Regions from separate parts of the Mus musculus genome. Here regions 1, 2, 3, 4, 5 and 7 are each linked to region 6. Evidence: chromatin contacts called from public promoter capture Hi-C data. All regions are on one chromosome and are shown on one strand. Each heading gives the region's core, a stretch centred on a gene start, on an enhancer-like site or on the middle of the called end of the contact. The rest is flanking DNA. Distances are from core to core; before and after follow the strand shown.

Evidence for each region. Promoter capture Hi-C pulls out the DNA fragments that hold promoters and counts their contacts. Capture Hi-C pulls out chosen DNA fragments and counts their contacts.
Region 1: a contact with region 6 is called in a promoter capture Hi-C map of embryonic stem cells, with 4 times the contacts expected there. The contact joins the promoter of Glt28d2 here to the promoter of Fbxw7 in region 6. A contact is called at or near these places in 6 of 39 promoter capture datasets (the 3T3-L1 cell line, embryonic stem cells, hippocampal neurons and 2 more), 1 of 484 Hi-C or Micro-C datasets (embryonic stem cells) and 5 of 115 datasets of contacts at active chromatin or transcription factors (astrocytes, cardiomyocytes, large pre-B cells and 2 more).
Region 2: a promoter capture Hi-C map of hippocampal neurons shows a contact between it and region 6, with 4 times the contacts expected there. The contact joins the promoter of Mab21l2 here to the promoter of Fbxw7 in region 6. A contact is called at or near these places in 2 of 39 promoter capture datasets (cranial neural crest and hippocampal neurons).
Region 3: a promoter capture Hi-C map of hippocampal neurons shows a contact between it and region 6, with 4 times the contacts expected there. The contact joins the enhancer-like site here to the promoter of Fbxw7 in region 6. A contact is called at or near these places in 3 of 39 promoter capture datasets (frontonasal cranial neural crest, hippocampal neurons and liver) and 3 of 115 datasets of contacts at active chromatin or transcription factors (astrocytes, embryonic forebrain and embryonic stem cells).
Region 4: a promoter capture Hi-C map of hippocampal neurons shows a contact between it and region 6, with 3 times the contacts expected there. The contact joins the promoter of Sh3d19 here to the promoter of Fbxw7 in region 6. A contact is called at or near these places in 4 of 39 promoter capture datasets (hippocampal neurons, liver and stem cell-derived epiblast-like cells) and 3 of 115 datasets of contacts at active chromatin or transcription factors (astrocytes, differentiating embryonic stem cells and pancreatic cancer cells).
Region 5: a promoter capture Hi-C map of adipose tissue shows a contact between it and region 6, with 2.8 times the contacts expected there. The contact joins the promoter of Lrba here to the promoter of Fbxw7 in region 6. A contact is called at or near these places in 5 of 39 promoter capture datasets (the C10 cell line, hippocampal neurons, liver and 2 more) and 2 of 9 other capture datasets (adipose tissue and liver).
Region 7: a contact with region 6 is called in a promoter capture Hi-C map of pre-B cells. The contact joins the promoter of Plrg1 here to the promoter of Fbxw7 in region 6. A contact is called at or near these places in 2 of 39 promoter capture datasets (the C10 cell line and pre-B cells) and 1 of 484 Hi-C or Micro-C datasets (muscle stem cells).

Annotation. Positions count from the first base shown.
Region 1 is chr3:85,886,236-85,889,616 of GRCm38.p6, forward strand. It overlaps Glt28d2 (glycosyltransferase 28 domain containing 2), which reads right to left and starts at 1,283. Exons shown (of 2, transcript NM_177130.3): 1 at 892-1,283.
Region 2 is chr3:86,546,108-86,549,646 of GRCm38.p6, forward strand. It overlaps Mab21l2 (mab-21-like 2), which reads right to left and starts at 2,176. Exons shown (of 1, transcript NM_011839.4): 1 at 1-2,176. The coding sequence starts at 1,584. The coding sequence ends at 505. The region is part of intron 40 of Lrba (LPS-responsive beige-like anchor); the gene reads left to right. It overlaps Gm31677 (a long non-coding RNA gene), which reads right to left. Exons shown (of 5, transcript XR_375777.3): 3 at 2,844-2,907.
Region 3 is chr3:85,922,446-85,925,852 of GRCm38.p6, forward strand. No RefSeq gene overlaps it. Among named protein-coding and RNA genes, the nearest start is that of Gm26204, 16 kb to the left of the region's middle. Within about 2 kb of position 1,721, at least 76 of the 459 cell types and tissues checked have an H3K27ac peak or open chromatin away from gene starts, as enhancers often do. A contact at or near this core is called in hippocampal neurons, where this site is marked.
Region 4 is chr3:85,969,651-85,973,351 of GRCm38.p6, forward strand. It overlaps Sh3d19 (SH3 domain protein D19), which reads left to right and starts at 1,468. Exons shown (of 22, transcript NM_001082414.3): 1 at 1,468-1,774.
Region 5 is chr3:86,222,891-86,226,318 of GRCm38.p6, forward strand. Lrba (LPS-responsive beige-like anchor) reads left to right here and starts at 1,800. Exons shown (of 57, transcript NM_030695.2): 1 at 1,800-1,864; 2 at 2,179-2,614. The coding sequence starts at 2,399.
Region 6 is chr3:84,814,151-84,817,912 of GRCm38.p6, forward strand. Fbxw7 (F-box and WD-40 domain protein 7) reads left to right here and starts at 1,427. Exons shown (of 14, transcript NM_001177773.1): 1 at 1,427-1,619. Gm35486 (predicted gene, 35486) reads right to left here and starts at 283. Exons shown (of 1, transcript NR_165832.1): 1 at 1-283.
Region 7 is chr3:83,054,233-83,058,162 of GRCm38.p6, forward strand. Plrg1 (pleiotropic regulator 1) reads left to right here and starts at 1,306. Exons shown (of 15, transcript NM_016784.3): 1 at 1,306-1,422; 2 at 2,539-2,645. The coding sequence starts at 1,414.

The sequences.
Region 1 (3,381 bases), core at 33-2,532, 1.1 Mb after region 6:
GAAAGCAACAATTGGTCTGCCATCTCCCCCGCCCACCCCACCCCCTTCCTCCTCCTGAGAACAGCCTGTCTTCATTTGGAGCTCTTTTCTCTTAAAGGAGGGGATGTGGTACCCCCTGCGCCTGGATGGCTAGGGCTGCAATACCTGTAGAATAGTTGACAGCTGATCTGTCAAGTACAGGAGGCTAAAGCCAACCTGGGCTAATTCTCAGCACCCACTCACAGGAGTCCCAAAACTCCAAGCAAACACAGTAGCTGTCACCCCCAACACCTCACCCACCCGAGCTTGAAATAAAACAATAGCTAGCTAACCTCGCAGGAGTGGGGTTAACAAGGGAGCTTTGTTGAAACCAGGGAAAACAAGCACACACACACGCGCACATACATACATATACACACACTGATAACCATAACTCAAACTCAGTTTCATCAGAGAATTTATGAAATTGAGCAACAGTAACCCAACAATAAATTCCTCACAGCAGGAAAGTGCTGCAAGCCCAGTGGCACCGCCTCTGACTCTGGTGTATGCCAGGAAAGGTTTGGAGAGGAAGACAGACCTAGATCTCATCGTCTCTGCCAATTATTCCTGGGGGACCCAGGCGCTGCGACCCAAGGGACTGAGAAAAGAGGTGGAGAGCCTGATGACATCTTCCTCCGTCAAAACAAGCTGGCCTTCTTCTTCCAGGGTCAGTCCTGAGTAACGTCGCCTGCAGGAGCCCCCAGCGTCCCGGGTAGTCACTGGACTTCCCCAGCCGTCCTACCAGTCCTCTCTCCAAAACCTGCTCCTGCCACCCAGCAGGATGCAGGAAGGAGGTTCTCGGGACAGTCTCTTCCTCCTCCAACACCCTAAAATAAAATAAAAGCAAGCCTTCAAGCACAGATTTCTTACCTGCGTGCGGCCGCGGATCCTCCTGCTACGCAGTGTCCCCTAGACAGTCAGAAAGTTTGTGCGACGGTCCCGGGTGCGGGAGAACAACCGAGCCTCCAGCGCACAGGGCACAACAGAGGACTGAGCCGGCTCCTCTGGGCCTAACACCCAACTCCAGGCGCCCGGGCAGCTGCCCTCGGGCGTCTGGGCGCGGTGACCTCCAGCCCTGGCTTCAACTCAGTCTGAGGACCCGGGGACAAATCACCCAGCTAGAGAAGGTCGGGGCACAACTTTTCTCCAGCACGTCAGCGGGTGACGGAGCTTCGCAGGTCTCGGGCTGGTCCCCGCCCCACAGCCCGCACCCTCCGAGGCAGGGAGGTGGCAGGGGCGGGGCCCAACCTGCCGAGCGACTCAGGGGCCCCGCCCCCAGGGCCTCCACCGCCTCCGACCCCGCCCCCAGTAAGCCCCGCCCTGTCGCCCAGACCCGCCTCCGCCAGGTGCTCGGGAGACTCGAATTGCGCGACTACAGCGCGCACCGGTTTCCTAGGTGAAGGGGGCGGGGCCTCTGCGAGAAAGTTTCCACCGAAACTTGAACTGGAGCGTTGTGGAGGACGCCTCGCCCTTGGGGGCTCGCCTCTCTGGCGAACTTCATCCCTCCTCCCGCGTCACGCCTGACAGGCAGGCACGCCCGGCTGGTTTCTAGGGTTTTCTGAGGAAAGGAAGCTGCACACCGCGACGCGCGGACGTCTTAGATTTCCCACTTCCAGAAGGTTTGAGTGCGGAGCCGTACGCATCGCCCCACGCGGATTCCCTTCGCCTGGTCTCGTCTTCCTGAGATATTTGAACTTTAACATGACAGGACAGTCCCAGTAGATCTGAGGCAAAAGATGAACGTGATCTCCTTTTACTGGACTGGAAAACTCGCCTGAATGAACAGGAGGCCATTTGGTTCCAGCAAGGAAGCAAAGAGTTGCAGTTTTGCAGTTTAGTTTCTTAGGGGTAATTTTAGTCGTTCGGACCTTATTTGTGAGCTTGAGGGTATTGCATAGGTGTGTGTCGTTCATTCACTGGCAACTGTCCCCACTGCCACCCTACCTCCAGCCAAAAAGAAAGGGCTGTTAAATGAATAGTCCTTAGCAAGGATGAAAGTTCGCAACTCGGAGCTCAGGAGAATGGAGAACAGCAGGGAGGTGGTGGCCCTTTGGCACTGTGTGGTACATTATCCTCTTCCAGGGCCCAACCCTCGACCTGGGGCGACCTTTGCCTAAGGACTGAGAACAGCATGCCACGCCAGCTCTCCCCTTCAGTCTCCACGCCCTATGTGCTTGGACGGTCTGTCCAGGCTCTGCTTCCTGTACTTTAAATCCCATAGGAGGAATTTGAATCTTGGTTAGCGGCTCTCTTGCTATTTGCATTGCCCTGTGGTTAGTGTGGCTGAAACTTGAATTGAGTCCTCCTCCCAGCGGATGGGGCTACACCACAGTCTGAGAAAACGGATGTGGAGGTTTTCCACCACAGCATCCTACTGGCGCCTCACCAAATCCTGCTTCTGAGGAAGAGTCTTCCTTTGTTCTGCATGAATGACCTCCGGAGATAACCAAAATCGGGCAGATCTAGTTTTCTAATTTTCCTTGCACCCATAGCAACTGGATGGTACAAACTTCATGCTTTCTCCTACTATCTGTACATCACCACCACCACCACCACCACCACCATGCCCGAATCACCAACTTTCGCTTTTGCCGCCTGAAGATAAAAAAAAAATGGTTCCTGAATATAAATCGGGGGTAGGGGGGACGGAATAAGAGAGCAGGGTTTTGCGAACAGCAGGTCACAGGTCTGCTCTGCCTTTGGAATATGGGCAAATCATTCCTTTACTCAGCAAATACCCATTGGGTAACTTTTGTTTGTCAAGCACTCTTGGGGGGCTGAAGAACAAAAACATTAACAGTCTCAACAATTATAAAATAAGCATTTTCTCAAATGTCATGAGCACCCACAGTGGTGTGCTTTACTGTCACAGGGCCAAAGCAAATGGGCAATTGATAATGAACTGTAAACCAAAATGAACCTTCCCTCTTTTTAAGTTGACATAAGTATTTTGTTACAGTAATAAAAGGTCAAATAATACAATTAGTAATATGTTAGCCTTTCAAAATAGATTTTTCCTTCCCAGTGTTATTCCTGTATACTCTCTTTGGCTGAACTATATACATAATATTAAGACACTGAAATTAGACTTCTTTATTGAAGAAGCCAAACATTCCTCACTCTTCCTGCTTTTACTCCCATTTGTAAATGCAGTTATATAAAGTTTTACCTTGTGTTTCTAAATTTGTTCCATTTTAAATGCCAGAAATTTTGAGTTAAATGTAAAAGGGAAAGTAATGTTCCTCCATTAACAAATTCTGCTGGGCGGTGGTGATGCACGCCTTTAATCCCAGCACTTGGGAGGCAGAGGCAGGAGGATTTCTGTGTTCGAGGCCAGCCTGGTCTACAGTGAGTTCCAGG
Region 2 (3,539 bases), core at 926-3,425, 1.7 Mb after region 6:
GGCGGGGGTTAGGGGTGCAAAAGGAGGAGGCAGGGGCACATTGACATTGGCACTGAGACACATTTCACATCAGTAAAACTTTGTAAAAGAAATTTCACATATAGTTAAATAATTATTTTCACTTGGTGACAATCACGCAAGCAACCCAAAACAAGGAGGGGCGGGCGTAAAGAAGGAAAAGAAGGGAAGCTACTATACATTGATTTGAAAAATGTACCTTGGGTTTCATTTTGTGTTCGCAAAGCCGGATTGCTTCTTTTGTGCGATCTTTAAATTCACATTGTTTGGAAGGAAACGATCATTTTTGTGCAAGAATGTTATTTTTGGGGTGGGGGGGTTGGTTGGTTTGCCCTCTTTTGTTTGCTTCTTAATTAGGATGTCTTCTGCCTACTCCCGTTCTTTCAGGTGATTTACATAAAAGTTTGTGTTTCGAGTTTTTGCTGTTGTTGTGTGTTCTGGGAGAGCATGCCCATTTATGTTGCTTTCCACGCAGTCGGCAGCACTCTATAGTTTGTCCAAGCTTTTGGGATTGGTGAGGATTTCCCTGGCCAATCTCCAGGTCTGCTTGGCAGCGCTCTCCAGGGCCGAGTGGGGCTTACCCTGGAAGAGGTCGAGGTTGGGCAAAAAGTAGTGAGGGCAGCGGCGGCACTGCAGGCAGGAGATGAGCTGTAGCAGGATGCCGTTCAGACGGTCGCCCAAGCAAGCCTCGTCCCAGTCCGTTTCCCTCGGGTGTTTCTCGCACTCGTACAGCAGCAGCGTCTTCATGTGGTAGTTATTGAGCGGCTGGCCAGGCAGCTCCAGGTGGCGGTCCCGCAGCGTCTTCAGCACCGAGAGGCACTTGTTTCTACAGCCGCCCATCAGCAAGCGGTTCTCCGCCTCACCGAACTGCAGCACCCAGGCGTCGCTTTCTGCGGAGCTCTGCTTGCCAGTCAGCGAGTAGCACTCCTTGGAGAGCAAGTTGAACCCTTCGGCCTTGACCTCCGCCACCCGATTGGGGCCGGGCCAGGGGATGTGGGGCATAGGCCACTGTGCCGCGCTGCGAGGCCAGATCCCGGTGCACTTGAACGCTGGGGTGATTTGCACCACGTAGCGCTCCCTGATGCGCAACTTGACCTCACTAGTGTCGGCGATCATCTTGACCACGTCCCGGTAGCTGCACTTGTCCACCGCCTGGGCTACTAGTGTCTGGAAACGCGAGCGGATCTTGCGCGCAGAAAGGTAGCCAGACGCTGTGATGAACTCGACCCAAAGAGACATGCTCCGCTTCCGCCCATCGCTTAGTTTGAGCACGGCACAGCCGGGCAGAGATCCGTCGTCCACGAAGTTGAAGACTCCCATCTGGTTGAGGTAGAGTACCACCTCGAACTCGGTGGGCGAGATTACCTCCAGCCCCTCGTAGCGGGCGTCAATCTCACTCAGAGAGCTGATGAAGCGGGGCTCTTGCACCTCCACTTCCTTTAGCACATCCGACACTACCTTGCAGACTTCTCGGATGGTCTTGGCGATCGCAGCCTTGCGCGCCTGGCAGCGCTCGGTGTAGTATTTATTGAGCTGGTAAACCAGCTTGGCCTGAGCGGCGATCATGTTGGGGCACAGGTCCGGGCTGTACACCGGCGTCTCGCAATACGTTGAGGGATCCAAGGCTCACGCACTGGTGGTGGCCCTGCGGCTGTGGAAAGGCGGTGCGTTCCCCCTGAAGCCCCAATTTCACTCTTGCTTTCCACCTGGGCTGACCGGCTGATGATATAGCCGGCTGGCCTTTTCTTTTCCCTCTTTGGAATTTTCTTTTCTTTCTTCCGCAGAAAATTAGAAATAATATTATTTAGGGGGGAAAGTACCTGCAAAAATAAAGACGAGCCTCTCCTTGTGCGGGAGAGATGGATGAAATCGTGAGAGAGAAAAAACTAGGTTACCAAGAGGCTAGGCTTAGATGTCCGCAGCAGCCACGATTGCCCAGATATCTGGAAATGAAGTCTTATAAGTGCCAAAGTAAATTTAAAAATAAGACAAAAACATTCAGTGGTTCATTCTGAAACTTCTCCCTCGATGGTTGGACGCCTTCGCTCAGCGTAGGTGATGCCTTCCTTACCCTCCCCCAAAAGGAAAGTGAAGGATGTAATTAATGCCCGGAGAGCAGCGAAGTACAGCTCAGGCCGCAGCGCACTCTGAGGTTTGCAGACGCCCCGCGCGGTCTCAGCGTGCTAGTCTCCTCTCTTCTCAGGGGGTTGTGTCGTAGCAGTTTTCCTGGCTTCCTACTGGAGGCGTTGTTTGGATTGGGTTGGTTTGTTTGTGGTGGGTTCTTCCTGCCTTTCTCTAGGTGCAAACTGCTGCAAGTTGTTTGATATTCTTTTCTGCCTCGTTATTTATACTTTTGGCCCTAGCAAAATCTATTTTAGTGTGACTAAATCGTTGCTTACGTTGTATCTGGTGTGCAGGTCTAAGGAGTCCGGGTTTTTCCTCTCCTCTGGGTTGCGTTTGCAGTCTCTACCTCATCCCCCTGTCCTCTGATACCTGCCCCCCACACTTCTCTCTCTCTCTCTCTCTCTCTCTCTCTCTCTCTCTCTCTCTCTCTCTCTCTCTCTCTCTCTCTCTCTCCTTAGTTTATGAATGGTTCTGGGCCACCGTGAAGGGGTGGAGCTTCAGTTCCTACAATCCCTATGCAAGCTGTCAGTGCTTTAGCCAATCCGAGAGAAAGAGAGAGAGAGGACAAGCTTGGGACCTCAGCAGCCACCACACTGCACTTGATAAAGGGGGCGTGGGGGGTGAGAAAATGGGACTAGACAGAAGCCAAATGCTCTCACTCGTTTCATAGTCCCATTTTCTTTTTTATCCTCTTTTCTTACCGTTGCAGTGAGGAGGAGAGTCTTCATAGAAGGGATTCTTCTCTGGGTATGGCTGGATCAATTCCTGCAAAGTAGTAGTGCTTTCAGTGAGCTTCACTTTTGGTTTTAAGTCTCTGAACATTCTGCAGAAGGTGCAGACTCTAACAAACTGTCTTTGGCTTGAAGGCAAATGAGAGCAGGAAGGGGAGCTTAAGAAAGGACTTAAATTTTGTAGTCCCCCCCCCCTTCTCTTTCCCTCCCATCCCATTGTTGCCAAGAGCTGGAGAATTGCTGTGTATGTGTAAAGGAGGGGATAGGATGACAGTCTATAACCATAAATCTCTTGTTAGTAATTTCCATATGCTGTTAAAAATACAGAACAGGACAAAAACTACTCCAGATATGTTTTTGATCCTTATTTCATAATTTAGATTTAGCTATCTTTGTGTCATTATTTTACTCTTATAGGAATTTACCAATAACTAGAGAGAAAATATGTGAGTTTTGAGAAACTGTAAGTTTATATATTAGCATACATTACTTGGTTATACTTGCTGATTGAAATAAGCTACCAAAATAGTTTAGACTTAAATTAAAATGAAGGAAAAAAATGAGCCTGAATTCAGGTTTTCTTAATTTTTTAAATACTGTGACGTTAATTGTGAACATATTCTTGGGCAGTACTGGTTTAGAATAATTTTATTTTCATAATTGATT
Region 3 (3,407 bases), core at 471-2,970, 1.1 Mb after region 6:
TGTTTGTCTTTCTGCTTACTATCCACCAGGTGGTGAAGAGCCTCTCCTAGCATAGTCTCCTGTGAGCATGTTCTGTCCAATGGCATGAGGCCAAGTGACCACGGACTGACCCTGAACTGGGACAACCTGCTATGACTCCCAATAGCATAAATTATGACGTACACAGCATTTCCCAGCACATACGCCTGCCCAAAAAAAAAAAAAAAAAAAAAAAATGTGACCTGAATCTCTTCCTGCCTATGGCTTAATTTCCTGTTTCCAGGAAATACATCTGGTGTATTCAAGGGCACCTCGAGAAATAGTCAGGCAAATTTAGAGAGCAGGGCACTGCAAGATGGCTCACTTGATAGCTTCATAAAGTCAATGCTAAGAAAATAAGTGCAAAGACTAAACTAAAGGAAAATATAAGTGACAATTCAATAGCCAATATTTGCATATATACTTCTATTTGTAAGTATTTTAAATAAACTGTGTGTGCTTACTACAGGGAAATTTTAAATCCATAAGAAAGTCAATAATCACATATAATTACGACTAATTAGTGATTTGTTGAAATGCTCTTTCCAAGGCCTTTTGAGTCGGCTTCTCCATCCCTGGCTAACATTAAGGGCGAGCCAGCCTATCAGTCAGCAAACGTGGGCCAATACAGCAAGCATCTCCAGCCTCAGCTAGCTAGGATCTGTCCTCTTCTTCACGTGCAAGACTGGATATCCATCTGTTCCGTTATTTTCCTCAATAATTTTCTCCTAACTATAAAAGTGCTTTTGTTTCTTATTTTATAAAATTATAAAACATAAGAGGAAAATTAGACTTCAACAATAAGTCTACCAATTAGAGATTTTATTATGTGTATGTGCCTCTTAAACACTTTAAGAACACTAGAATCTCAAATCGTTTGGGTATCTGGACTTTGCTTTTGTTATTGTCGTTGTTTGACTGCGGGGGTGGGTATTTGTGGGCACACATATGCCTATTTTTCGGGCATTCATGAAATGGAGGTTTACATGGGAGTGACTTACCTTAACTACCTGACACCTTAGCTTCTGAGCCAGGGTCTTGCTGAACCTAGAGCGAGCTGACCAGCAGACCCCAGGGATCCTCCCGTCTGCCTCTGCAGCTCTAGGGTTACAGCGCCCTGCTTTCCAAATTCAGGTCCTCGTGCTTAGCGGCAAGCACTTTACTAGCTAAGCCACCTCCTCAATTCCCAGGCACACACACACACTTCTTTTTTTCTTTTTTAGATAAAGTCCCATTGTGAGACACAAGCTAGTCTCTAACTTGTAATCCCCCTGCCCTACTTAGCCCCCTGAGTACAGGGGGTTACAAATTTGTCACCATAACGGGCTATTTATTTATTTACAAAATTTATTCTCGTTTATCATTTTCCCTGCCTTTAAAATAATGTCTGGAACACAGTTACATAGCTGCACTGTTTTCTTTTGTATGAACATTTAGCAAGTCATTTTACCAGCCCTTCATCATTAGATATTTCTATTACTTCGAAATTTTTCCCAAGGCAAGACCACTGCGCACTGGAGTAAGGGAACGTGCAATAAGCCTGTAGTAACTGTCGTTTAATAAACCACAGAGCTTAGAACTGAGGGGCGACATGGATGGCAGGGATAAAGAATGTCTTCCCCCTGGTTCCAGGAGGTCGGTTTTTACTGCCCTAGCGAGGATTCCCTGGAACCCGCCTCTCCAGGGTTCCTACTGTCTGCTGAGCTGCACTGCATCCCTGTGGCCATGGGTGGTACTGCAGCACGGAGGCCTCAGCAAAGCTGCTTAGATTCCTTTCCTGACCGATTTTTTAAATCCAATTTAAAACTGTGACCATTTTCCTTCAACTCTCAAATTGGAAATTTACAAGCCCAAACTGATAGTCTGTGTGATATTTCCCTTGTAATAAACACTACTTTAGTGCCTTGAGCATTTAACTAAAACAAACAAAAACCTACCCAGCTGTAGCGCCCGCCCTCTCCCCCACACCGTCCTTTAGTCATATTGAAGGAAGCCCTCAAACAAGTGGAGATTATTCTTCTCTGTGGGACTTTCCACATGCTAGCAAGAACTCCTAAGGCTCGGCATTCTTTGGATTCCAGTGGGTTTGGTTGTCTTCCACATGCTACATGGACTGTAAACAGTCCTGCCCCACAATCCGATCTCCTCCCCTACAGGGCTGGAAAGGTTCCTCACGTTACCCATCCTTTCTCATATCTTGGAGACAGTAAGTCCCAAAGTGACACAGTAGAAATCTAGTGTGCAGAAACCCGGAACAAGGTGGTGTATGATACAATACATTCTCTTCATGCAGTTCCGTTATACTTAGCTCTGTCAGTGTTCCTGAGGCAACTACTAAATGGCCACAGACACTGACATCAAGAAGAAAGAGCAAGGGAGGAGAAGGAAGGTCCGAGAGATAGGCTCTCAACTGTGCACAAAGTACTGCTCCTTTCAAACTCTTCCAGTAGGGTCAAAGTTTGGAGTGTGGATGGTTTTGTTTGCTTGCTTCCTTTTTCAGTACTGCATATGGACCCATGGCCTCAGGAAAGCTAAGAAAGCGGTCTACAACTGATGCTGTACCGCCAGCCCATTGATGAGCTTAAGATGGTGAGCTCAGACACCCACATTCCCAAAAGAGTTTTTGGCTACCCACGTGACTCTAATATACCACCGGCATTGCAAACCTTTGCCTCAGAATATCTACAGTACTGAAGAGAACTCCTGAGGCTCAAGTCATAAAGACATAGTTCTAAGAGTAAGAATTTCTGAGGCAGGGGGAGCACGCCTTGAAGGCAGGACTGGTTGTAGAGATCTGCTAGGCTTGATGTCTACCAACCATTCTTTCTTCTAAAAGCAACTGATGTTCCCATGGAAACTGCTGGCTCCCTACCCAAGTCTGTCACTTGAGGTATGTGAGCTTCCTACCCTGGCTCAGGACAACCCTGGCCACTCCTGTCCTGCACCGTGCATCCAAGATATGACTTTACTTTCATGGAGCTAAACTTGCCCTTGGACTCAGTCATAGCTGAACCTTAAGGCTAACCATCTACCCTCAGCCCTTTCCACTCCTGAGCCAGCCTATCCTCCCTTTTATTGTTTTTTCTAAGTGATTTTTATTCGAGCTTTGTCATTTACAACATAAAAATTTCTGACAAATGTATATGCTTTCTAGCTATGTCCACACACAGGAAGGCATTGATATATCCTGATGTTTGTTTTTGTTCCATGATAAAAATTTCCTTCATCGTTCTAGGCAGAGCTCAAGCTAATGAATCACAAATCCCATATATTTGGAATGCTTCAGCCTTGTTCAATGTATCTATTTTTAGCATGGATCTTATAAACTGTCCACATACATAAAATGGAGATACAATATTTCACAGAGTTTTTGAAGGCAACAGGAAAAA
Region 4 (3,701 bases), core at 218-2,717, 1.2 Mb after region 6:
GTGACCTCTCTCTTCCTTTCTTCTTCCAGCACTGCGAACACTGGGGGCTCTCACAAGCTCTCAGAACAAGAGCCAGAGGCTGCAGATAAAGGCCTGTTCATCCCACACAGCCCTTTCCTAAGGGAGCATTCTTGCCTGCTGTTTCAGTATCTTTTTGTGACATTCCAGAATCTGTCCCTCGGTGTGAAATTATGTATGTGCACCTACAGAACTTTAGCTGTGTGTGATAGGTATGTACAATGACTTTTGTTACATTGCTCTTTCCAGCTTTGGAGCAGTGTGCAGGGGGTAGGTCCCGCAGTTAAGTGCCTCAAATTACAGCCTCTGACTTCAGAGCCAGCTCTCCTACCACTTGGCCAAATCACCTCTCTACAAATCATTGGGTATGGAACTCCTTTAACACATTTCTCCCTGAACTTCTAGGGATGGTGGCCTTCTCCTAACCCTCAATTAACTGAATACTGGGAGGCTTTATTCATTTGTTTATGTATTTATTTTTTACAGTGCCAGAGATAAGCTTCACCCAAACTGGGGAACTGTTCTACCCCCCTCCCCCAACCTCAAGTCCTACCTAGTATTTAAAAGAAATTAGACTGTACTGTTTAGACCAGTATTGTGTTCTCGGTAAAGCTGAAATGAAAGTACAAATGCTCTCCCTGACCCCCTTATGCATAGCTTCCCTCCTCACCACCATCCTCCATATCGGGGCACATTTGTTACAACTAATAAACTTAATCCTGCTCCAGGCGCATCTTTATCGCCCACAAAGTTCATAGCGTACATGGGGCTCATCCTTGCTGTTGCACACTCTGTGCCTTTGAACTAATTTATGACATGTATCACAGAGTACTTTGACTACCAAAAAAGGAAAACAGTAATACCAAAAAACCTATTCCCTAATGAGGTACTTTTTAAGGGGTGATATAAGGGGGGGGGGCGGATATGGTAGCATACTACTGTAATTCCACCACTTAAGAGGCAGAATGATCAGGAGTTTCAGGCCAAATTAAGACGTGTGTGTGTGTGTGTGTGTGTGAGAGAGAGAGAGAGACAGAGACAGAGAGACAGAGGAGAGACAGAGACAGAGAGACAGAGATCTCTTAGAGTCTAGACTCAACTCTAGGTGGTGTGCCCCAAGTGAAGTTCAGCCTCTCCCAGTTTGTGCATCTCTCCAAGACTCGCCTAGGAACCGGTTCCTCCCCCTTTTGTTTAAGTGTCAAGCGAATGGGTTTCCTGTTGACTCTGGAATATTGTGAAAGGGCAGGAAGAGGCCAAGCCTCCTTGTCTCTCTCTCTCAACTCCCCAACCCCTTTATTTATTTTGTGCACGTCTGTTTGGGTTGTGGGGGTGTTTCCAGCTTGTGCGGCTGGAGGGCGGCCTCAGCAGCCCGAAACCCCTCCCCGAGGAGGCGAGGCCGGTCGGGAGCCCGCCCGATCCCAGGCTGGACCTCTGTGGGGCGGGGAAGGGAACCGGACGGGAAGCGAGCTGCCGAGGAGCTGCAGGCCGCCGGTGCGTGCCCAGAAGGCGGGGAGCTCGGCCCAGCCCGCGCCCCAGCTCCGCGCTGCAGGTGGAGCCCTCCTTCCCCGCCGAGCGCGCTGGCGAGGGCCATCCGCTGCCCGCAGCTCGCCCGCCGTCCCTGGGCTGCGCGGCGGCGCCTCGCCCATGGCTGAGGGCCGGCGGCGGGAGGACGAGGAGGAAGAGCTGCGAGAGCGCCGCGAGCTTGGGGGCCCGCGCCGCGCCCGGAGCCGCGCGCTCCCGGGCCACTCGGCTGCAGGTGAGACGCGGGGGACGCGGGGACCAGGGGCGCACGGGGGGTTGGGAGCATCTAGGACCGGGTTCTCCGCGCCCACTCATGCCCTGCCCAGCTCGGCAGCTGCTCTCGATGCTGCCTGGAGGGGACTGACACCTTTAACTCCTGATGGCGAGAGGGCGGGACAGTGGCCTTTCTATCCTTAGCCTCCTTTTCTCCTTTTTGAGAGAATTCAGATTGGTCTCTTTTACCTGTTAGTGGCCCTGGAGCCGAAACTCCAAAATTTCCGTGGAAACTAAATCCAAGGCGGCTGGTACTTGTGGCTGGGTGATTACTTATCTGTAGGTGAGTCAGAGGCCATGCCCTACGTCTATCTCTCTCTGGACCACGACCCATCCCTACGGTTTCGCCTGGGCCACCCCAACCTGGTCAGACCACGTGCCCATGCTGAATCAAGTCTTGTTTCAGCAGCCGGTGAACTTCGGACCTCTAGTCCCTTCCTTCCCTCCCCCACAGCGCTGATTTTCTGCTGGAGAGTTAATTTGTTGCAACTGCCCTCCCCGTTGTAAACCGGGAGTGCCCAATGTAGTATTGGAGAAGGGAATTCTTTTGGATGGAGGTCATTTGGGGGCCTATAGTTAGTTACCTTTAAGATCTTGTTTTGGGACACACCAACGAAGCACGAATCAAATAGCTTGGTGCATAAGTATAAAATTAAATGTAGATCCACCCTCCTTCCCTTTACCTGGGGTGGGTTTTCAATGTAACCGTAATGGAGAGGAAATTATTAGGCCAGCTGGTTAACCACAGTTATCTGAAACTGGATGGAAGAATTAACCTAGAAGATGCATAAAGAGGTGAAGGGATTGGGAAGAGTCATGGGAAATCCAGGCACCAGACTGGAGCCTTCTTAGAAAGGGAACATGGAGAGGCTCCTCTGTGTGACCACCAGGAGAAAGTTGGGTCTGTGGAATTGGAGGGCAGAAAATGGGATAAAAGCAAAAAAAAAAAAAAAAAAAAAAAGTCGGTAAGCGTATTCCGAGTAAGACATTCCGGAAGCTTAAAATTAACTTTATGCCTGCCTGCCTGCCTGCCACGGGGCCTTTTTTAGAGTAAGACACTTGACTGTTACCATGAACACCAAGTGATAATAATCGGTAGTTTTGTTCAATGTAAGCCTAACTGAAACAACACTTAACTGCTGCGTAAATAATTCAGTACCATGAAAAAGTTTGCAAAGTTGTGCCTTGGTTGCTTACAGATTTTAAAAGTGCATAAGTACCTTGGATTCTTGGTACCTTTTAGAAGAAAGTCTCCCTCTTACAGAGGACTGCACCATGGAGAGCAGTGTCGGAATTTAAACTAAATATGACCCAGATACAGGTTCAACGGTTCTTCAGTGTGTTTTTCCCCCCAAGGCCAGCACAAATGTTACTTTTGTAACTTTTTACTAGTTCCATAATGTCTGAAGACAAGGCCTAGTCTAGGCTCTGTGATAATAGTTTGCCGAGATTTGGTAGCGTCTGCACCCAGAAATAAGTGTTTTCAGCTCTCTTACCCTTAACATGGCTTCCTTCATGAAGGGGCGAGGGGTCAGCAAGTGCATGCTGCGTGTGAGAGGGTCAGACTTGTAATTTTAGATTTTATCGTCTTGGGGATAAATTATTTAATAGTCGACAAGTGGTGCTTCCCTCCCGCCTAATGTATTAGCGTGTTTTCCAACCCCTTGTTGCATTCCTTACCAAGCTTGGGCATTAACTGCAGTAGTTGTCTTCTTCCAAAAGAGAGTGGGAGCTCACCCAGAGGCCTGATGTCCCCCAGTCCCTCTGCTTTCTTCCTCATGGTAAATGGCTTTGCCTGTTCTTTGTGTTTCCTCCTCCCTCCCTCAAGTTAAAGGCTTTCTTTTTCTTTAATCTCGCATGGCCTGATACACACCATAACCCCGGGGCTT
Region 5 (3,428 bases), core at 550-3,049, 1.4 Mb after region 6:
TTGTTTGTTTGTTTGTTTTCCTTCTTCAGGGATTTCAGCAACAGGTGGCCAGTGATGTTAACTCTAACAGTAAAAGTTCACAAATCAGCAATTCACAGAATTAGAAAAATGTCTGCCTTATCTTTGGAATTTGTAAATCCATTCTGAGGCAACCTAATTTCTTTTAAGAAGCTTCCTTTTGAGTATTTAAAAAAGGTGCAATAAACTAAACACACTTCGTTGCTAGAATCTTTTCTGATGTTGCTTCTCTTAAGTATCCATGTGACAGCTAAAACGGTCTATTTTTCAAGGATGTTTCAAATAATACCTTTTCAAGTGAACCATTTCATTTCTCAAACTCATCTACGTTTCTTTGGATTCCTTCAGAGTACTTTGATTACTTCATCCCGTCATTTTTAGGAACCTGGGAGTATTTTAGTACTTTAAAGTCTTATCCCAGAGAATACTAATAGAACAACTACCTCCTCTATGTTCATTTTATTTTATACTAATGCACCAGGATCAATGCTTTGCCATCATCAGAGGCAGTGAAGAGAATGACAACATTAGACTATGACAATTTGTACTGGCTTCAAATCCTCATTTATATATATTTAAAAGCATCTATAATGAGGCAAACTTAACTTCCACACTGGGAAATTGAGAGGAACCCCCTTTCCCATTTCCAGCCCCCCCCCAACCCCCCCGGTGAATCCCGCCTCCACAGCTCCGAGCAGCTGTCTGAGGAATGAATCCTCTACTCCTTAGAATGTGGGAGAGCTTTGCTGGGGCGGCAGCTGCCAGGCAAGGAATCCTCCCAGTCGCTGTCCCTCCCCTCCGAGCAGCGGCAGCTGCCAGGGCATCCCAGTGGAAATCTTTCCCAGTTAGCGCCGCGGGCGGGCAGGCAGCAGCTGAGCTCAGTCAGGGGTGGAGACTGCTCCCCAGAGGCTCCAGCGCCGCCACCTCAACGACTCCTAAGTCCCTCAGGTGTCCTTCTCCAAGTCCAACACGAGGACACCTTGACAACGTGGGGCGGGTACCCTCGGCGCTCAGAGACCTGCTGTTGCACAGCACCCGCCTCCCGTTCGTCGCCAAAGCACAGTCTGGGCGAAGAGTGCGAGGGAAAAGCGCGCCGCTCGCGGCTCTACCTGAGCAGCGCGCTCTCGAGGCGCGCTCCCGCCCGCGTGGCACCTCCAGCGAGCGCGCGTGCTCTGCTCCGCCACTCACCCGCGATTCTCCGGGCCCGCCCGCACGTCCCCTACTAAGCCGCCTCCGCTAGGGCGCCCGCCCGCTCGCTCGCTCGCCCGCCCCACCACCCCGCGCGCTCGCGCTCGCGCACGCGCACGCCGCGCCCGGCGGCCCTCGGCGCTGTCATGGCGGCGAGGAGCAGCTTCAGTAGGCATAGGGGTAGTCCCGCGCGCCGTAGCCCGGCGTTCTGTGGCAGTAGCATCCTCGGCCACCGCGGCGGCACGAGCCGCGGCGTCGCCCCCGCCTGCAGTAGCTGCGTTTGCAAGGGCTGAGCGCAGGGGTGGGGCGGCCTAGGGAAGCACGGAGTTCTAGGCAGCCGCCGGGCTCCCGGGGAGCGGACTAGGGAAACTTGAAGGCTGCGACCAGGTGCCTTGACCTTTCTCTCCCCGGTCCCGTCCCGGTCCCTGTCCCCGTCCCCGCAGGCGCGTCGGGCCTGCCTTCCCGCCCCAGCACACACCTCCCTTCCTCTCCTCAGCCGAGCTCAGGTGCCCGGGCGAGGTGCTCCACTCCTCCCCCTGGGCCGAGCGCTGAGGAGAATCACCGCCCCCTTCCCCCGCCTTTTCCTGCCCTGGATCTCCGCCGCCACCTCCGTCTCGCTGCGCCCCGGCGGGGGTGAGGACGAGGCCGGAGTCTCCGGGTGAGGAGGAACTTTGGACCTCAGTGGTCGCAGGGGCCCCCCGTCCTCTGCCGGCGACAGTCCCCCGCGGTGCACCTGCCCGCGCCCACCACCTGCGCGGGCTGGGGGGGGGGGGGGAGGAGTGAGCCTGCTCGCCGGCCTGGAGGACCCGCCTTCGGCGGAGCGGGCGATGGAGCCCGGGAGGAGCGGCCGGCCGGCTGGCCCTTGGGGTGCCCTTAGTAACTTATTTGACAGACAGTAACTATTTCCCTCTCCTCCCTAAAAAATCCCACGACAGACCTACCCTATTTAACAGATGTTTAATCTTCCAATAGGCTTTGGCGTTGTTGTCAGCCTCCGGGAGAGAGATTGGACAAATAGTCTCCAAGAGGAGGAGGGCGACGACCAAGGACTTTCCTGCTTTTTTGGGTTTCTCCGCAAGTTGGAACAGAGACCCTTTTTGGTTTAGCGTTTGCGTGTGTGTTGGTGCCTCTTCTCCGTGCAGCGACTGCTGGCCCAGGGTGACTCTGACTTGTCCTTTCTCGTGAACTAGTCATGGCTAGTGAAGACAATCGTGCCCCTTCCCGGCCACCAACAGGTGATGACGGGGGAGGTGGAGGGAAAGAAGAAACCCCTACGGAAGGGGGTGCGCTGTCTCTGAAGCCGGGGCTCCCCATCAGGGGCATCAGAATGAAATTCGCCGTGCTGACGGGGTTGGTTGAAGTTGGAGAAGTGTCCAATAGGGATATTGTAGAAACTGTCTTTAACCTGGTAAGTAGATCAATATTTTATAAGCATATACTTTTCTCGGTGAGTTGGGGAGCAAGACGAAGTTGGGGTCATGTGCTTCACTCAATCTAATGGCTTTTTCCACGGATAGACACAAAATTCTACTTGACCTAAATGGAGCAATTACTTGTATTTCAGTTTAAAGAGAATTATGCAAAATTTGATGCTTCAGGTTTTCAATGAACATGAACAGATCACCTTTGTGCTAATTAAGCAAGTGTTGATGTGGAAGTATATTTGTGTGTGTATGTGTGTGCATGTGTGTGTGTAGTCAGGTGTTCAATGGAGAATTTGGATGTAACTTTTTTTTCCTCTTGGAGTGTATGTTTAAGCCTGCGATTTTTCTCTTTAATATTTTGAATAAATGACTTTTTTTTTTTTGGACTTGGGAGCTAATGTAAGTTTTTGCCTAAGTTATGTTTTGCTATAGTTAGTTTTAAATACAGAATTCATGTTCATAGTGCTGATATAGGCTAACTTGTAAATTAGTATTTTTAAAATTCTGGCTACTTTTAGTTTTAGAAATAACTAACCAAGGTTGAATTTTGCAGTGGGTTTAGGGTTATCTTGTGATAATTGAATGTCAATTTGAAAAAGGCCTGAGGCAGCCACAGTGTGAGCTTGATACTTTTGTAAATTTGTGTTTATCATTGAAACAAACTTGGTCATTGGAAGTTGTTGATTATACTATGGTGGGCAATGGCTTATTTTAAGTGGATATGAGATACTTTCTTTTTTTCTTTTTCCATTCCATTTTTAGAAATTAGTTTTAGTGGAGCCTTTAGACTTTAGTTTT
Region 6 (3,762 bases), core at 177-2,676:
GTGTTGCGCGCCCTAGCCCGATCCCGGGCCTCCTCATTCCCAGAGGAGCAGTCCGCACCTGCCCCGGAGGGAACGGCGACAGAGCTCCCTCTCCGCGCCGCCCTAGGGTCAGGGGTAAGATCAGGCGGTAGCTTAGGCTCGCCTGGGCTCCTCCCCTTCCTCTCTTCAGTTCTGACGCGGCCGTAGAGGCGGCGGCGGCAGCGGCGGCGGTAGCAGCAGCAGCAGCAGCAGCAGCAGCAGTCCCGCGGCCCGAGGCGCACCCACCCGCTCGCAGATCGCGACTTCCTCTTCCCTTGGTGCGTCATCAGAACGCGCCGCAGCCTCCCAGGGCGGGGTGGCTGGAGATGGGGAGAAGAGGCCCGGAGAGGAAGGCGCAGAGAGGAAGGGGAAGGGAGGGGGAGGAGAGCGGTTGCTAGGCGACTTACGTCATCGCTGGGCGCCACTCTCCTCCCGCCCCTCTGTGGAGTGAGGCGAGAGCCCCGCACAGAGCGAGAGAGAGACAGAAGCTGAGCTTCGGGCGCTGCCGCCGCCGCCGGGGAGAGCGTGAGAGCGAGTGAGTGAGCGAGCATCCGAGAGACCCGGCATCCGTGCACTGGCCGCCGCCAAGACCTTTGCCGCAGCCCGGGCCATCGGGAGCCGCGGCCGCCGTCGGCTCCCCCCCTTACATTCCCGGCCGGCAGCGGCTGCTGCACACGCCGAAGCCGGAGCCCCAGCCGGAGCCGGAGCCGGAGCCCGAGCCCGAGCCCGAGCCGGAGCCCGCGGCCGGGGGGCAGGGAGGCGGCTGCCGCGGGTCGGGACTCGTAGCTGCTCAGCCGGGAGAGGACGCCCGCGAGGGGCTGGGCTTTCTGCCTCGTCCCGGACTGTGGGACGAAGGACCCCCCGAGGTGTAGGGAGGGGGTCCCGGCCGCCGCGACACATGCGGGAGCCGGGAGCGGGGGCGGCGCCGATCCGAGCCCGCCGGGTCCCCAGCCTTGCCGCTGTCCACACCAGCCGCCCGGGGCCGTAGCATCCCATAGCGGAGTGTATGAACCCCGGCCCCCAGCCCAGGAGCCACCTCCGGGCCGGGGGGGCGGGGACCCCGATGTGAAACGGCCGCGGCGGCGTGGTGAGCGGCCCCGGCGCCGCTGTCCTCTCCTTCCCCTCCCCTCCCCTCCACCCCCTCTGGGGGGGCTTCTCTTTGGGCCTGCCGCCGCACCCCGGCTCCTCGGCGGGACTCCAGGAGTTCTCGGCGCCCCCTCCCCGCCCCAGCCCCCCAGGGCGGTGGGGCCGGGGGGGAACCTGGGGGGCCGGCTGCAGCCTCCGCCCAGAGGAAACTTTACCCAAACAAAATCTTCGAGCTTTCTGATCGTGACTGTCCCGGGACAAGTGGCCCAGGACGGGCTGAAGCCACCACAGTCTGCAGGGACCCAGGAAGAGAAAAAGCGGTGAGCGAGCGGGGCCGCCACCGCCGCCTCTATCCCAGCAGCGCGGAAGAGACCCGGGTAGCTGCTTGGTGGAGCGACGCTAGCACCGCTTCTTCCTCAGTTCCGCGCCTAGCCAGCCTTCCGCAGCTGCCCGCCTCAGCCCGAAGGAGGAAGGGAGCCAGCCACATTGTCAGCGCCACCGCTCGACTCTGAAGCGTGAGTGGACCCGGGGGAGGGGGACATTATAAGGTGACAAGTGGGAGCGGGTGGGTGCTTTGATGCTGGAGTTCGGCTGTTCCTCGGGAGGGTTGGCAGTGGAAACCTTTCCTTTCTACCAATAGGAGAAAGTGTCAGTTTGCAGGAGTAATGCAAGTACTCGGAGTTTTTTCTTAGAGCAGCTGTGTCTCCAGAGTGGACACTTGCACCTTTTTGGACACTAAACTGAGAAAGCCTATGGCCAGCTCTGTCCCATGCCTTTTCCTGGCAACCTTATTCTGGCAGTGGTTTTTGTTTCAGGGAAACTCCCATGGATTCCCACGTGGGAATCACTTGAATCAACCCTTAATTTTTTTTTTTCCTTTCCTAACTATTGTTTTTGAAGTTGCCTTGGATGGGAAGACCAGATTTCATTTTAGTGCATAGGGGAGTTTGGTGCCCCCAACGCTTTATTTCCCAGGTCTACAGAGTCCGATGTGTAGGGTGCTTGCATGTTTCAGTTGGCTCAGGAAAATCCGAGTTCCTAAGATGCACAACCCACTGAAACTTATTTCAGGGAGAGCACTTAATAAATTACCATTTCGTAAAAGTTGCTGCAGCGCTCTCTCTCTCTCTCTCTCTCTCTCTCTCTCTCTCTCTGTGTTGAGGGAGAGAGGGAGTAATATGTTTTAAGTGGTAGCACATTTTTACTAGGTTTCTACTAGGGACTGGAAGGGCATGCATGCAGCTGTTTTTATTTGGCTCTACTTGTCGACCTTGAGACTTTATACTCTTTTAGGAAAACATTTAGCACTCTGAGTGTTAAATTAGAGGTATAGAAAAGTAATGCTCACATATGTAGGTTAAGCTGACCATCCTAAGGCTTAACGTACTGTAGGATTTCATGTAGCAAGGAACATAGGTAGTAGTTTAAGACTGGAATTCTGGTCTATCCAGACAGCTAAATGTGGGCAGAATAAAGATGCTCTGTAGAAATGACTAGAAACTTGGGAGTATCAATTTATCTACCCATCCATCCATCTTAATTTCTCCATTGAGGGTCATGATTAAATTTGTTTGAAAGTTTTTCACATTTCATGTTTGGGACCTGTTCTCCCCTCCTCTTTTTAAATAATGAACCTCCAAGTTTATCATTCTGCATTATATAGCAATGTATTTCTCTTTGACCAGCCTTCTCAATCTTTCAGGATACAGTTTGTTTGAGGAATGCTAAAACACTGTGAATTTACCTTACCTTGCTTTTATAGATTTTGTTTAATCTCTACTATCATCTGTCCCAACTTTTCTTTTCTTCAAGACTGTTTTTCTATGTTACCTTGGCTGTCCTGGAACTATCTCTGTATATCAGGCTGGCCTAGTGTTCACAGATATGCACCTGCCTCTGCCTCCTGAGTGCTGACTGGGATTAAAAGGTATGTGCCCTGACTGCCAGCCACGTCACAGCTTTTTTGAGTAGCTCCCTCCCCCAACCCTCATTTCTTTGGATAACTTTGCCCTCTTTTTGGATCTCCTAGCCTTTTTTTTTTTTTTTTTTTTTTGTTAGATACTTTGTTCTTCATATGATTTCATGAGACACTTTAAATTTTGCTTAAGTGGGAATTAGTATGAAAATATTGAATGGTAAATTTAACTTTAGATTTAGAATAAAACGTGTTTTTGGATCTGCTAACCTTACTTTGCTACCCTGATAAAGTCATATATTCCAGTTTTGAAAAAGATGATATTTGAGAAACTTAGACTTTAATAGTTTGCTTCTTGGAAAGGAGGAGAGTGGTACTTTGAGTTTGTACTGCATCTAATCAGAGGACCTGCTTTGTGTGTAAATTGGTTTTAAATTATGGAAGTACTTTACTGAATGTAGTAATAACAAGACATTTGCTATTTTCAGTCTTTTGAGGGTGACAGAGACAACCAACTACAAATTGCACAAAACTTTAGGAAAGGTTGAACTGGTGGGAAGGCTCTGTGGGTAAAGCTGCTTGTTGCAAGTCTAAGGACGTGGAGTCTGTCTAATGCCCAGAACCACAGGTGGACAGAGAAACTAACCATACAGAGTTGTTCTCTGACCTGTGTCGTATGTGTGGACATGTGGTGGTAGTACAGTTGTAGTAGTAGTAGCAGTAGTAGTAGCAGTAGTAGTAGC
Region 7 (3,930 bases), core at 56-2,555, 1.8 Mb before region 6:
TTTATGGGTCTCATGACTAGATAATAGGATCACCCAAGCTATTCATTTAAGAAGGAAATTTTCACACGGGTGGCTTAATTCAAGAGCTGTAAGAAGAGTAAAACCTAGTGTGGTTTACCTCAGTAGACTGCCCTTATGAGCCTTGCATAAGCTGTGTTCAGGATGACTAAGGTATCTCACAAGTTTAATGAGAGTTGTCTAGTAGTTATATTAACATAGATACATTAAGGTCTTTCTTACATTTCCTTAGTGTTTTGTGATTTAAAATGTTCTTTTCTATGGCTATTACTATTTCCTTGCAACGTGCACAAACATTAGCCACTTTTACAGAAAATAAGATCCTTTGGCTAAACTCACATTCACATTTAGAAATGACTACTTGCGGGCTACAAAGATGGCGCTGACGTTAAGGCTCAAAACTAAAAAGACTAGAAATGTCCATTTTCAGGTTAAAAACACGACCTTCATGTTTTTAATGAATTAAAATATAAATCGAGCGAGAGCATTGCTGTATCGGCGCTACGTTTCATCCTTCTCAAAGTATTCGCAGTATTCTGAGGACGGTATCCGTGAACTTAACCACAGTTCAGGAAGACGCACAATCTGTGAAAACGCCTTAAGATCGCAAATAGCAACTACATCAATACAGAAAACATTTGAAAACGATCGATCATATAAGCCACAGATTTATTTTTAACCTGGGTAAATCACAAAACCTCAACACTTTAGCGTCAAGCCAAATAAAATAAAACCAACTTAAGTTCTCAACCTTTTTTTTTTTTTTTTTTTAATTGCTTGTTTAAGCTGGACAGTGGTGGCGGCGCACGCCTTTAATCTCTGCACTTGGGAGGCAGAAGCAGGAGGATTTCTGAGTTCGAGGCCAGCCTGGTCTACAGAGTGAGTTCCAGGACAGCCAGGGCTACATAGAGAAACCCTGTCTCGAAAAAAAGAAAAGAAACGAAAAAGTTGCTTGCTTAAAACCTCCAAGTAAGGAGCACCAAGCTTCTGGAAGCAGGTACCGCCCCTAAACGTTAAGGCTGGCGCGCTCCCTTAGCTCCGGCTGAAATCTCCGCCCTCAGGCAGGAGACTCCGCCCAGCTCCGCCGAGACCCGCCCTTCTGCCTGGAGACATCGTTCGTCCCCGCCCAAACCCCGCCCCAGTCCCGCCCAGCGGCTGCCGAAGTCCCGCTCTCCTCCAAGAGGCTCCGCGCAACTCCGCCTAGCTTCCGCCCTCCACCGCTAGACTCCGCCCCTCGACCCCTGCGCGGCGGGTTGCCAATACGCATGTGCGGTTAGCGTCACGTCCGGCGACGGGCCCCAATCTCCGGAAAGAGCTGCCGAATAGTGGCGGCGTTTTCTGCGGCGATTATTTGAGTTCCTTCGCTGCTGGAGGGGTAGACTAAACGGCGGCGACATGGTGGAGGTAAAGTGATGCTTGGGTACTTGGGAGTCGTTTGTCCCTGGAGCTTTGCTTTGCCCACGGAAGTGTAGGATGAAAGTGGTGGGAATCTGGGGAAAGGAACTGTAGTCAAAGCTGGTGGTCTCGGCACGTCGGGGTGGGAGGAAGGCCGATGACATCCCAAGTCCGAGCTTCAGTCGGCGGGAAGCCTGAGGGAATCCTGCAGTCCGTGTGTTGTCGTAGGTACCTGGCCGTCTCCTGGGAGGCGGGGCTTCTGATGTTCCCACCGTGGCTGGGATGCTAGTCCGTGCTGTCTTGTCAGTTCCACTGTTATTTCATCTCTACCGCAGTAGAGGCGTGCGGTTCTTGATTTTGTTTGTTTGTTTGTTCTTGCGTATCCCAAACGTTTCTTACTCCCACCCACTGCGTTCCAGGTCCACTGCAGTCCTCCGAGTCTAGCCTAACATCTTTTGCCCGGACTCATTCAATAACTTCCAGCTGGTCTAAGTGCTTAGGATTAACGAACACATTGCAGGAGTGTAGTTCAGTGCTGCTTTCTGTTCCAGTGTTATAGAGTAAAAATGTTGGTGGTGGCAGAGGTCTAAACCTCACCGACCCTGGAAACCCACACTTCCGCAGCATTCACAACTGCTGCGGTTCTGAGTTATCTGGACACCTTTGCAGTGGGATTTCCCACACTTTCACTGCTTGTACCTCTATTCCGTGTAAGGCTGTCTCCCTCTCTGCTTATCACCTGAGAGAAACCTTTCTTGATTATATCTACCAATTCTCCCCCCACCAACTCATCCCATTGCCTATTTTCATAGAACCCTCCAAAAATGTGGAATTATTTTGCTTATTTTTGTCTGTTGCCTCTTGAGTACACTGCATGCCGCATACAGTACTAGCTCGGTAAATATCTACTGAACACATTGTAGGCATTACTCAGTTACTTTTCTAAGAGCTCTGGCCAGACAGGAGCTTTCTCATCTTCGTTGTTGATTGCTGTAGTTTGTTACAGTTATTGAGGAGTGTATATCCTTCTCCATATTTAGCGTGGAAATTGCATAATGACTCTCATGTCGATTAGGGTGTATGGGTCTCTTGTTAGATGTGTGATTTTTGGCTGTCTCTTTACAGGAGGTACAGAAGCATTCTGTACACACACTGGTGTTCAGGTCATTGAAGAGGACCCATGACATGTTTGTGGCTGATAATGGAAAACCCGTGCCTTTGGATGAAGAGAGGTAAGCTTTATTCCTTTTCAGTTGCTAAAGTATTTAATATTAACAGAAGGGTGCAGAGAGAGGGGAGGAGGGGACTTTGAAAGGTCTTAAAAGTGCATACTCACAGGACGCTTGGGCAATAGCAAGTGGCTTTCTAGTGTAATATAAGTAATGGTAACTCATTTTTCTATTGTCTTGTCTTCTGCAGTAAAAACATCATTACCTAACTATAGTTTACAGGCACCCAGTGTGATGATTTGAAAGAGAATGGCCTCCATAGGCTCATGCGTTTAAATGCTTGCTTGGTCTCTAGTTGGTGGAGCTGTTTTGGAAGTATTAGGAGGTGTGGCCTTGTTAGAGGAGGTGTGGCCTTGGGGAGAAGCTGTGAGATTTCAAAAGCCTACACTATTCCCAGTTAGCTCCCTTATTGCTTGTCTACTCCCTCCCTCTTGTCCAGCCCCCCACCCCCACCCCACACATCATGCTTGCCAATCAGATGTAAGCTCTCGGCTGCTGCTCCAGCACTGTGCTTGCCTGCCTGCTCTCATGCTCCCTACTCTTATGGCCAAGGACTCTATCCTCTTGAGCCATGACCCCCTAGTTAAATACTTTATTTTCTAAATTGCCTCCAGAATGGTGTTTGCCATAGCAATAGAAAAGTAACCAGTACCCAGTAATTAGGGGCATCCCTGCTATGTCATCTTGTTTGTAGTGAATCAGTTTGTGTGTGATTTTAGCTTCTGCTCTCAGACTCTTTGTTTTGTTTTGTTTTGTTTTGTTTTTCGAGACAGGGTTTCTCTGTGCATCCTTGGCTGTCCTGGAACTCACTCTGTAGACCAGGCTGGCCTCGAACTCAGAAATCCGCCTGCCTCTGCCTCCCAAGTGCTGGGATTAAAGGTGTGCGCCACCACTGCCCGGCTTCTGGTCTCAGACTCTTGTTCTGCTGAAATTGTACTTGGCCAGTACTACTCCCATCTTTGCTCCGTGGTGTAGTGAAGAGTTTTGAGTGGCATATTTTTGCTTCTCGCCAGCCCTAGTCTGGGAATTGTGTTATGTGCAGTGCCTTTCTTTGCCCTTTGCTTTTTTTTAATAATCTACTTAATTTCCCTCATTTGCATTCATATTTAATTTATAAGGTAGATTATCTTTTTAAGTAATATAAGTACATTTCTCTTTAAAATGCTGAGCTAGCCAGGCGGTGGTGGCCCACGCCTTTAATCCCAGCACTTGAGAGGCAGAGGCAGGCGGATTTCTGAGTTCGAGGCCAGCCTAGTCTACAGAGTTGAGTTCCGGGACAGCCAGGGCT